3 separate regions of the Rattus norvegicus genome follow, and all the other regions are linked to region 2. The links are chromatin contacts, called in public Hi-C maps. All regions are on one chromosome and are shown on one strand. The core of a region is the stretch at or near the end of the contact, and the rest is flanking DNA. Distances in the headings are between cores, read along the strand shown.

The links. Hi-C and Micro-C count contacts between places; a contact is called where the count stands out from the background.
Region 1: a contact with region 2 is called in a Hi-C map of Schwann cells, with 5 times the contacts expected there. The contact joins two enhancer-like sites. A contact is called at or near these places in 10 of 12 Hi-C or Micro-C datasets (the A7r5 cell line, the Rat2 cell line, Schwann cells and 6 more) and 1 of 1 datasets of contacts at active chromatin or transcription factors (oligodendrocytes).
Region 3: a Hi-C map of Schwann cells shows a contact between it and region 2, with 5 times the contacts expected there. The contact joins two enhancer-like sites. A contact is called at or near these places in 8 of 12 Hi-C or Micro-C datasets (the Rat2 cell line, Schwann cells, frontal cortex and 5 more) and 1 of 1 datasets of contacts at active chromatin or transcription factors (oligodendrocytes).

The regions. Positions count from the first base shown.
Region 1 is chr12:51,461,091-51,464,831 of GRCr8, reverse strand. Chek2 (checkpoint kinase 2) reads left to right here. Exons shown (of 15, transcript NM_053677.1): 7 at 1,626-1,679. Among named protein-coding and RNA genes, the nearest start is that of Chek2, 18 kb to the left of the region's middle. Within about 2 kb of position 2,456, at least 50 of the 93 cell types and tissues checked have an H3K27ac peak or open chromatin away from gene starts, as enhancers often do. A contact at or near this core is called in Schwann cells, where this site is marked.
Region 2 is chr12:51,022,575-51,026,779 of GRCr8, reverse strand. It overlaps Ttc28 (tetratricopeptide repeat domain 28), which reads left to right. Exons shown (of 22, transcript XM_063271797.1): 13 at 2,892-3,036. LOC134481214 (a long non-coding RNA gene) reads right to left here. Exons shown (of 6, transcript XR_010056621.1): 3 at 1,810-1,904. Among named protein-coding and RNA genes, the nearest start is that of Pitpnb, 67 kb to the right of the region's middle. Within about 2 kb of position 1,534, at least 10 of the 93 cell types and tissues checked have an H3K27ac peak or open chromatin away from gene starts, as enhancers often do. A contact at or near this core is called in Schwann cells, where this site is marked.
Region 3 is chr12:51,316,115-51,319,894 of GRCr8, reverse strand. The region is part of intron 1 of Ttc28 (tetratricopeptide repeat domain 28); the gene reads left to right. Among named protein-coding and RNA genes, the nearest start is that of Ttc28, 130 kb to the left of the region's middle. Within about 2 kb of position 1,999, at least 64 of the 93 cell types and tissues checked have an H3K27ac peak or open chromatin away from gene starts, as enhancers often do. A contact at or near this core is called in Schwann cells, where this site is marked.

The DNA.
Region 1 (3,741 bases), core at 1,207-3,706, 440 kb before region 2:
AGATTATGGCTCTCACATAGCCCAGACTGTCCTTGAAGGTGTACTCTGGGATGCTGGGATTGCAGGCATGCGTGGGCCTGAGGGAGGTGGTACAGTTCCCCTAAACTGCAACTATGGATTTGACATGGTAAAGGAGCAGTCCCTTTCCCTACGCCCTGCTGACCCCGTCTGCTCTGTAAGGTCTTGTGTGTTTTCCAAAGAGTCAGCCAGTTGCATTTGAGGCACTTTGCCTGATACGATCCGGTTCTGGATAATATCAGACAGATTTAAACAGATTCTCAAAGACATCACTAGGAAGGAATGCCCGCCCTCCACTTCATCATAATTTATGCAGATAATTCTTTGCTCTTTCGGGTGTTGGCTAGGAGTTAGTTAGCTATAGAAACACACTTTTATAAAACCCAGGGACTCAGGAATACCAGACAAGTACTCTACCACCGAGGTGACATTTCTTTTCTTTTTTTTTTTCTTTTTTCGGAGCTGGGGACCGAACCCAGAGCCTTGCGCTTCCTAGGCAAGTGCTCTACCACTGAGCTAAATCCCCAACCCTGAGGTGACATTTCTTTTTTTTTTTTTTTTTTTTTTTTGGTTCTTTTTTTCGGAGCTGGGGACTGAACCCAGGGCCTTGCGCTTCCTAGGTAAGCGCTCTACCACTGCGCTAAATCCCCAGCCCCATGAGGTGACATTTCTAATGATCAGTTGCATTTTTTTTTAGAATGTAAATTATCTTTATATAGCAACTATTTATCACTTTTTCTGTAATTCACATTTACCGAATGAGTGAAGTAGCCAACTGTATTGTCTGTGTCGTGTCCGTTCACCACCCCACCACCCCCCGACCCCCCATATAACCCGGCAAAGAAACATCAAAGCAGGGCCCAGGCATTTCTTCCTTTCCAGCCAGCTGTTTCTGGCTTTAACATTCTTCAGATTGTTTTTCCCAAGATAATTCTATTCTTACATGGCAGGGGGAATTTCCGGTCTGTGTTCAATTGGCTATAGATTTCTGACCTCATGATTCTGGATTTGCTTCCCATTTAGGGGAGGAAAAGGCTGTCTCCTAGGTTGTTGAAAACTTAAGAACCAATCTTTACTTAACTGAATCTTCCATTCACTGGACTCTGTATGACCTCTCCATTAACAGAACCTCCTCACCCCCACCCCAGCCCCTGAAATGTAATGAGTGTGAAAGTGCAAAGAAAATGTCTGGATTTAAACATTTTTAACCTGGGGGTGGGGGATGGAGAGATAGTTCAGTGGTTAAGGGCATTTATTTGCTGGTCCTTTAGATGACCCGTGTCCAGTTCTTTGCTGCGATGGTGGCTCACAGCAGTGTGTGATCCCAGTTCCAGGGGATCGGACACCCTCACACAGACATGCATCCAGTCGAAACACCAACGTACATAAAGTAAAAGTGAAAAAAAAAAAACTAAAAAAAAAATTTAAATCTGGATTTCTTAGCTGAAGCCCATTTTACGCAAATGGAGTCTTGTGTCCTCTGGGAGAGCTGGGCCTGGCTTGTAACTGAGGCATCCTAAATGAAATTTAACTATAAATATATTTTTAAATACTGGCCATTATGATTATTATTACTAATGAACTCAATGCTATCCTGTTTATTTAAGGACACAGCTCCCAGTGTGGAAACTGAAATAGAAATTTTGAAGAAGCTGAATCATGTAAGTATCACTGTCAGTTGTGTTGCCATAGGAGGCTACTTGGGGCTCCTCTGTGTGTTTGTGAGAACACATATGGCTTATTTACCTCGGACGAGTTTTACTTCCAAGTTTTAAGAATACAACCCTGTGTGAAGGGCTCCGTGATTCATGATTCAATACTCGATATTTTTATTGAGGTCTGGACGAAAACCTTAAAAAGATTAGTAATATTTGCAAAGAAAATGAAAGTTTTAGTGAGGTTAATTATATCTGAATTTGGGTCCTTTTAAATATCTTTTATTTGGATCCTTTTAAATAATTATTATTTGGAGTAATCCAGTTAAACCCATGGTGTCTGACAGGTAGGAAGAATCCCGTTGTTATGTCTGATGCATAGGTGTTGAATATACGTGGTCCTTACCTGTTTTGTCTTTTTTTTTTTTTTTTTTTTTTTTCCCCGGAGCTGGGGACCGAACCCAGGGCCTTGCGCTTGCTACCTTACCTGTTTTGTAAGGATGACTTTATATCTGTGGAAGACATAGGGCTGTAGCCTACAGGTCTGACTGATATTGGCTTCTTTTTGCGGGTTCTCCCAGTCTCTTCACTAGTTTATGAGAACCCATAATGCAAGCTCAGTAGGTGTTAGTGTTAAACTTGACCCACATCTTGCTAGAGTAACTGAAGATTTCCTCTTCTCCTAACCTCCGGTCAGAATTTCTTTTCTGTCTTCCACCTCCTCACAACTCTCCAAGAATTTGAAGGTTTATTTATTCTAGATCACTGTGTTCGATACAATGTCTCCACAGCCTGCTTACAATTCTGGATCCTCTAACCTCCGCACTCCAGCGGCCAGCCTTCCTGCTTGCCTGTCTTGTACTTTGAGAGCAGCTTCTTCTCTTTCCTCTCCTTTCCTTCCCTGCTCTCCCTTTGCTTCCATTTTCCTTCTGCCTTTTCTCCCCCTCCCTAATCCCTTTTCTTCCTTTTCTTTTTGTTGTTAGGAGACAGTCCTGCCTTGTTACCCTGGCAAGTCTGGGAATACTGGACTCACATGACCCTCTGTCTCCGCCTCTTTGAGTGGAGTTTGTTTTTGTTCTTTTCCACAGGAACTGGCTGAATTGGCCAGGCTAGGCCCGGATTCCTGGCTCAAGCAATCTTCCTGCCGCAGCCTGCTTTGCCTAGTTTTGTCTTATTTTTTAAAACACATTCACTGTTGGCAGAGTGACTCAGAGGGTAAAGAAGGAACGTGCTGTGAAGCCTGGCCATCTGAGTTTGATCCCTAGGACTCTCATGGAGGAAGGAGAGAACCAGGAGAACCAGTTCCCACAAGTTTTTCTCTGACCTCCACACATGCTTGGTGGCATGCACAGAGACAGACAGACAGACGACAGACAGACAGACACAACACACCACACACACACACACACTCTCTCTCTCTCTCTCACTTAAACAAAGGACATCTTCCTAAATGTTTTCCTGGTTAACTTTGATATTAATTAAGACAGACGTCTCAGCAGCACTGAGCCCTGTTTCCATGTCTACGTTGGGAAGCTGTGGGTGTTCACTGTGGGACTTTTCACTGCAGGAGGAAGGGTGTATGCAGCAACAGTTGCAGTGAACCATGAAGAGTGCTGGGATGAGTCTCACTTCTTACAGTGTCAAACCTGAAAGGATTCCTGGCTCTCTGTCTGAGTCTCTCGTGATCACTTCTTTGTGCTGGCTTCTGTCTTCCTGAAACTCAGCCTGTTTCTTACCTGCCCTGAGCTTTGCTGTCAGTTTTAAACACAGGTAGCTTTCTGAGTGGAAACTGTAATGCTGAGTCTGCCTTCTAGAGAATCTAAACCTGCTTCTCCCCGCCTGCAGTGCTGTGTCCCCAGCACAGATGATAAACTGTTATCCATGCTTCAAAGGTCTTATACAATGAGAGGATTTATCATACAGGTTCCATTCTCCGTGACTCTGGTGCTGGAGCGCAAGAATCTGTTATCTGGGAGTATAATTGGGATTCCTCCTTAGCCTTCTCTGTTATTGAGACAGGGTCTCCTGTTGCCCAGGCTAGCCTTGAACTTGCTTTATAGCCGAGGCT
Region 2 (4,205 bases), core at 285-2,784:
CTCTGCATTGTAAGGACACAGCCAGATGCAAGGAGGTGTGAGATCAGGCTGGGCATCTTCTCCACCCGTGTGGCAAGGAATATGATTTTGATTTGTGATCAAGTGCGGCAAGCCCAGAACCAGATTCAGGCCTTCACAGGGTTGTAGTTAACACCGAGTAGACACCTTCCCCAGTCCTAGCACTGCACAGACTCCCCCGTCCCCTCAGCATGGCAACTAAGGACCTACTTTGCAAATACCAGCTGCCTTCCTGGTATGCCAACAGCATCTCGTAGCTGGTGGACTCTTGTCAGGCAAGAGCGAGGCTGAGTGTGGAAACAAGAGGGTCTCTTCACTACTTAATTCACTTTCTTGCCTACAATAAACTAATCCCTCAAAAGTGTATAGAAGGTTGGGAGGTGAGATCAGACTGAAGTGGTAGCCCCTGGAGTGCCATGACCCTGGTATGGCGATACCCAGCTGCAGTAGATGACAGCGAGTACTGGAAGCCTAGCTCTGGTCTCCACAGCCCATGCCTAGTAACTCCAGTCCCAGCCGGATATGCTAGTGCAGTAGGTCTCGACCTCTTCGGAGGTCAAATGACCCTCTCACAGGGGTCACCAAAGATCATCAGAAAACACAAGATTTTTACATCAAGATCCATAGCATTAGCAAAATTGCAGTTATGAGGTAACAACGAAAAAAATTTATGGTTGGGAGTCACAACATGAGGGACTGTGTTGAAGGGTTGTGGCATAAGGAAGGCTGACAGCCAGCGTGCAGGGGACCCCTCTGGCTGCCCCCACCCCATGCCTCAGCACTCATTCACAGGGAGCAGCGATGTGGTGTAATCCTGGAAGCTGGCCTCTCCAGGTGGCTGGTGCTCCGTGAGACATCTTGGGCCTCTCAACAGAGTGGTGGCAAGATCGAGTTCATCCCTCACCTGCACCCTGAGGCAAGAGGGTGGTCTCCAGACCTCTACTCAACCACCTTACCCCGTTCCAGGATGCTAAGTCAGAAGGTCTCAGCGTCACCCACTGTCCGTCCCCTCTGTAGGGCCCAGAGATCTTCGCCTGGCACTGGAACACAGCCAAGCATGGCGCACGTGCGCTCGCGCTCGCTCGCTCGCTCTCTCTCTCTCTCTCTCTCTCTCTCTCTCTCTCTCTCTCTCCCCCTCCCTCCCTCCCTCCCTCCCCCCCCTTCCTAGGCTACCCTAGCTGAGCACTCTCTTCCTCGCAGATTCCCTGGTGCTTTGGGTAGTGAGGTCACTGCCTGCTCCCTTGCATTTGTCCCTGTGGGTCCGTGTGCTCGCTCCCCCATCCTCTGGGCTACACACCTCTAGAGTCCGAATCTGGTCCAGGATTTCTTTCTCCACCCCCAAGATGCTGGTTACCTTGCATCACACACTTCTATGTGTCTGACTCTGACTCACTTAACTGACCGGTGGGGTAAGGGACATAAGGGTTCTTTGGTCAAGCACCACCCCAGCAAAGAGAAGGCATCCATGATGCTCACTTAGCCCCAGTGGAGCAGGGAATGGATGGCAAGGCAGTGATCTACCGCCACCTGCTGGATCTCCGTGGTAGTGCAAGTCCAGAGCCGTGGCATACAAAGCTTGACCCCAGCCCTGCCTGTGAAATTCTGTGCGTCACAGGCCCAGGGCAGTTGCAGAGATGAAAGAAGGGACTGGGCCCCTGAGGGCTTCCTCGGGGAGCCAGCCTGCTCCCAGGCTGATGGGAAGCGGGAACTGAGCCAAGCTCTCTTGTGCAGCCAGAAGTGAGCTGCGCACTGCTGAAAGCATCTCTTCAGAGAACAGTTTGCACATCTCACCTTCAGGGGAGAGCTGTCCTTGGATGTGGAGTGTCTCTCCAGGGTCTTCTGCACATCACTGGCTCTGACAGCAAAGCTGTAGCACACCCTGGCACCTGTAATTATATTTCCCGAGTAGAGGGGAGCAGCTGCTGAGGCCCCTGCACCCCAGGAGCTGGAACAATGCTTCCGTGCCCCCTGGAAATAGGTGGGGCTGGGAAGACCTGGGTGAGAAAGGCACACGGGGGTGGGGGGGGATTGGGGGGGGTCTTGGAACCCCAGCTGTCACAAACGAGCAGGCAGAGCACTTGCCACAGCCGGCTGCTCCATCCAGCACCTAGCACAGTCCCTGCCAGTATAGGTCCTGTGGCATACAGTGGAATTCACTGCTAACACTGGGCAGTCTCACAGAGAGCGCTACCAGCTGGCCATGTTGAGGCCTCAAATCAGGCTGCCAGGCAGACAGGCAGAGTCTGCCACCTCCTCCCTATTTACCTGCAACCTTAGTGCTCATCCAGGGCCCGGAGGCCATGACTGTGCCTAGCAGCCAGCTAGTGCTTAGACACATTTTCTGCATTCGTCAGCATGTGTCCTTGTCACCCTTTGAGTGTGTGACTCAGGGGTCCTGGGGATGAAGATGCCTCTGTGTTAGTGAAACTGCCCCAAATAGCTGCAGAGTGTTTCCTCTACAAGCACTTTCCAATCTCTCAAGGGACCCCTGTGAAATGGAGGGGCCACCGCCAGGGTCTGGCTGGGTTTGGCCTGCCGATCACTGTCTTAGAAGGCGAGTTCACTGCTACTGGATGTCATCTTCCTTGTCAGCCTGGCATCTGCACTGGCCCTTCCTAATCCTTGTCCTTGACAGAGCACAATTGCTCCGTGCAGGACCAGCACTTCACAATGTCCGATTATGTAGCTGACACCGCAGATTCATGCGTGCTGTTATGTACAGAACTCACATGTTGTATGACAGCCCCCACCCCCACACCCCTGCAAGGGACAAGCATGAGCTGCAGTTGGCAGTCATGCTGTGAGGCCCTGCAGGCAACCAGAACGATGGCTGATGGGTGAGCCTGATTCCGACCCTGGTCCTGTCTCCACAGGAGCTGCCAGAGCATGACAAGCTTGTTCAGTGGTACGGTATCACCCAGCAAGGACGGGACCTCCTCCCTGCCCAGGAGGCAGAACTCACTGGCCAAGCCCCCACTCCGTGCCCTGTACGATCTGCTCATCGCGCCCATGGAAGGGGTAAGTGGTTCCTGGGACGGGAGGTTCCTTGATATCAGAATACACCGTTTTCTGGCCAGTGCCCGCACACACCCACCTAGAGCACTCTGTGGACACGCATTCTCCACTGGCTGCTGGTAGTCACGTTGGTGGGTCTGAGCGTGTGCTTCACTCTGCTCTACACACATTCAGGCCATGAGGCTCAGGGAAGCCCCCTGTTGGTGCTAGGAGTGAATGCCAGCCACACCTACCTAATCCTAGATGTTTATCCCGATGACCCAGGCCATCCCCCTTGCTCTTTGCCTGGGTCTCAAACACAGAACCAGTGTCCAGTGCTGTAGACACCGACTACAGCCCACCCTGCTCTCTGGCTGCCACGTCCCTGCTTAATTTAATGCGGGGACCTTGGTGGATCTGAACGTTCAGGGGCCTGTTTCAGGCAGGACCGTCGCAGGCAGTTATTCTGTCTATAGAGGCGGGAGCATCCCTCAGCAACTCACAGTTCTCGTATGATTTCCCCATCCCCTGAATGGGTACCTCAGCTGGCCTTACAGTTGTGGGTGACTGTTCTGCCTGCTGGCACCCTTTCCTGACAAGTAACCCTGGCCACCCTTCCTGATGCCTTTCCTCTGTAGGACATGAGGACCATCTGGAGGACATGTCTGGTTAGCACAGGGATAAAGGTCAGGGTGCAGAACACATCGGGGCTGCAGGCAGGGGGAACTGCGGTGTCCAGCCTCCTGCCCCCACCACTCCTCTGCATTCCTGTCTGTGCTCCCCACTCCCCATCCTTCACTTGCTTGAGCCCTCTCCATCCTTTGCTCCTAGCCAATTGTATTTCTGCTCTACCAATGCTGAGGAAGACTACTGCGACTACCGCAACTATGGTCTCTGCTTGCCCGGCTCCACCCCTGCCCAGCTCAGCAAGGCCTCCATCCCGAAACCCTGTCCTCTGGTCTCTGCCATCCACACAGCAACACGGTGTCTCAGGACTTGGCTCTTGGCTATTTCTCACTCCCCAGTCAGGGCCAGGACCACCCCTCGGCTTCATGCCCCTCAGCAGCTGGCATGAGGCCTAGAGCATTTGGGCACCTGATAGAGCTGCTCTCAGAAGCACATTTGCATGGGGTCTGACACAGCACAGAAAGCAGAGGGCCCTAGGGAGAAACAGGGTGATGGCTTTTGTGGCC
Region 3 (3,780 bases), core at 750-3,249, 290 kb before region 2:
CTCCATTAGAGATTCCAGACCATCTGATCCCAGGTGTCCGTCTATCTGTCTTTTCTTCATTCCCTCACCACCCCATGTACAAGGACAGGGCAGGGCTATGAGGCATGTAGCTGTGGGGTTCAGTGTGTCATGACCCAGGCTCGGGAGTCAGGTCCTGTAGGTCTGACTTCCAGTCCTCAAGCTCTGTGTGTGTTTCAGTTGAGCAGCTAACCTCGTGTGAAAGGTGGAGTGAGAGAGATCTGTGTGGCCACTGATGTCGACTCTCAATTGTTTTGTGTGTTTCAGTGAGTGACACCCGTGCCTGCATCAGATTTCCTGCATAAGCTAGTTCTGATAGTGCATAGGAATGTTGGATGCAGTTAATAGTGTGTGCACCTCTAGTGCCAGTTATATCAGCATCTCCCGAAATAGCCTTAGGGTGGAATGGCAGGTGATAGGTATGTTGGATAATAAATGATAATAGTATTATATAGTATTTTGTACTCATAGATCAATCATCTATAAGATGGAATTATTACACAAAGAGGAATAAAACAGTCCATCTATATCTGTTTATCATCTCATCTATTTATCTATCTATCTATCTATCTATCATCTATCTGCCATCTATCTATCTATCTATCTATCTATCTATCTATCTATCTATCCATCCATCCATCCATCCATCCATCCGTCCATCTATTTGGCTTTTCAAGATAGGTTTTTTTGAGACAGGGTTTCTCTATGTAGCCCTGGCTATCCTGGAACTCACTCTGTAGCCCTGGCTGGCCTTAAACTCTGACATCCTTCTGCTTCTGCCTCCCTCGTGCTGGGGATTAAAGGCGTGTGCCACTAATGCCAGGCTGCAGTATTTTATAGTAGTACAATTAATGCTACTCAGTCTGTCAGCAGGCTGAAGTGGAAGGATGGATGGATTGACATCACAAGTTACCTATATAGTGAGACTCTGTTAATCTTTAAAAGCAATTTAATTTAGAGAAGGAATAAAATCTATATTTAAGTTTATTTGTGGTAAAGTTTCTGATTAATTTTTCTTGTTCGAGATCTCAAATCTTTTCTTTAAATCAGAATTTTTATAGCTTTTTAAAAAATCATTTATTATTTATTTTATTTACGTTTTAAGTGCATTTGCTTGTATGAGTTTAGGTGCACAGTCATATGCAGGAGTCAGTGGAGGTCAGATCCCCAGGAAGTGGCGTGGCCTCTGGGAACAGGTCCTCTGTACAGTTAGCCCCGCCGCCATCTCTCCAGCCCCTCTGTGCAAGTTTGATTTGGACTCTTGCCCCTTTTATTTCTCCGTGTAGCTCACCCAAATATAAGAATTCTTGAGAGGTTTCCGAGCCGGCCTGTGGACGCCTATGGAACTGTAGCTTCACTTTTTTGCTGTGTGGTAGATGTCGTGGCACTAAGACCCAGAAACTCTGTGCTCTGTGTGGCTGGAACTGGGCTGGCTGTGCTCACACCGAAGGGAAGGAAGTCATTAGTGCAGACTGAGCCGTGGAGTTAGGGTCTTGCAGGATTTCCTTCCAGCCTTTCCCCACGTAGGTTCTAAACACACAAACCAAGTTTTCCTACTGACTGTGTTCAGGGAAGGTGGACATTTCGGATGGGCAGATCCGATCCCAAGTTGTCTAAGAAGCAGAAAACTGCGCAAAGAAGCTCTGATTACAGATCTTTGGAATTTTCTTTGCTAAATTTTTACAAACGAGAAATACACCCAGAATTTTGGGAATTGCTCCAGGCTGCGTGTGAGGGTTTGATTGCTTGTCTAATCTTTTTCTTTTTTTGAGAAGAGGAGAATTCGCCAAGAGGGGCTTGGATGGCAGGAGCCCGGCCAGGTTTCTGTGGTAGCTTCTGCTGTTGGTCTCTGCTCTGAGGGGTCTGCGGCCCATCGGAGAGCTCCTTCCTGGAGCCTTTTCGCAGGCGCGGGTCAGGGAACATGCCCCGTTCCGGCCCGGGCGCGCCGTTGGCCGCCGGGACGTCCTAGCCCCGAGGGAGAGTGAGTGTGGTGGCCGCGGTACTTCGCGCTGAACCGAAGACGAAGACTGTCCGTCCTATCCTATCCGGGAAAGAACGAGGGGGTTCAAGGAGGCAGCATGACTTGCAGTCGCCGCCGCCCTGCGTCTGCCCCCAGTCCCCAGCCCACCTCTTGATGCGTCCCGGGTCGGCTGTACAAATATGATGAAATGGCAGCCCCGGAAGAAGGTGAGTGCGCCGACGGCAGCGGTGGGGCTGGCGGGGAGGGGGCCCCGTGGGACCCCGAGGCCATCTGGGTCCGTGCGCCCACCGCCCGCCAAGTTCTCGCCTCCGGGGGCGCGAGGCCCGGCGGGGTGACAGCTGAGCCTCAGCCCCGCGTGCTGGCCCGGAGCAGCGGCTCGCCCGCCCCGCTAGGCCCGCAGGTGGGCGTCGGAGCGCCCCCTGCCCCTCGGGGACCGGCGTCCGGGCCGCTGGCAGCCGCTTCCCCTGGGCCCCGCTGGGGGGCGGGCAGCCCCGGAGCGAGCGCGGAGCAGCTCCCCGCGACCGCCCGGCCTCTGGCGCCAGGGCTGCGGCGGGGCGGCTGCGGGGACCCGCGGCCGCGTGGGCGAGTGCGGGCGCGCCGGCCATTGTGCGCCGCGTGGTGTGTGCATCGATCGTGGGCAAGGGGGAGGGGGTACTTTGCTTTTTGCAAGATTATTTCCTAATATGGCTCCTTTGTTGAGAACCGGAGGAAAAAACATCTAGTGGTTCTATCAAAATAAATTGCTATTGGTCCCCGAAATAACGTTTCTAAATGTGGGACCGGTCCCTTCCTTGGGACACAGAGGGAGAAAGACAGCTTTCTTCAAGTTCTTGGCAGCTGTGTGTTTGGCCAGGGTTCCCCTTTGCAAACTTGCCTGACTGCCACTCTTAGGTTAACACAGCGGTTTACAGCATAGCGGGACTTTCCCTTCAATACCTCATTTGGCCATGGTTTTTATTGACATTCTTCCGAAGGAAAACACAGCGAACTGAATGTGCCGTGCCCCTCCCCAGCCGTGACCTGTCTCTGCTAGCAGCTGTCTGGTGTTTCACTCAAGTAGCTAAACTGGTTCTTTCTTTGTGCCATGATGTGTGATGTCGAGTTTGACATCAGAGCTGAAATAGAAATCATGTGTGAAGTACTGAGACGACACGGCGCTGGTTTGACTGCCAGGGAGCCGAGCAGACCGGGCTTCATTATGGCCCCACGAATGCAAAGGTTTTCTTTGGTATCCAATTGATTCGATTTTATCCAGTGGCAGTTGTTTCTACCTCAGCCCAAAGGCAAAATCACTCACATATTTGTTAGGTTCTTATCAAAGGGCTCCGTTCAACTAGATTGGTATAAGAGGTTTGTGAACTCCCCACCCCCACCCCCATGAGAACACACGAAAACCCCATATAATCAAACATCTTAAACAGATGCTGCATAGTCCTAGAATCTTCTACGTTTGTGTAATCTCCGTGAGTAGTTTAGAGATCTCTACAAACTGTACATCACAAATGCCTGCTTTTCCTATTTTACCCAACATGTAGTAACTCATATGGTTATGTCACTGAAAACCCCTCTGGGTACCGGTATTGCCTGAACCAAGGAAGTATTATTCTTGGCAGCTAGGTGGATTTCTGGACTCTGGAAGATTCTGTTTCAAGTGTTAGGATTCACTGCGGTATTTACTCACTGCGATGCTTAGATGGCTATACCAGAGACTCTGTTTATTTTCTGTATTCAGTCACAAGGCATCATGGTGTAAGGATTCAGATATCAATCTGGAGAGCTCA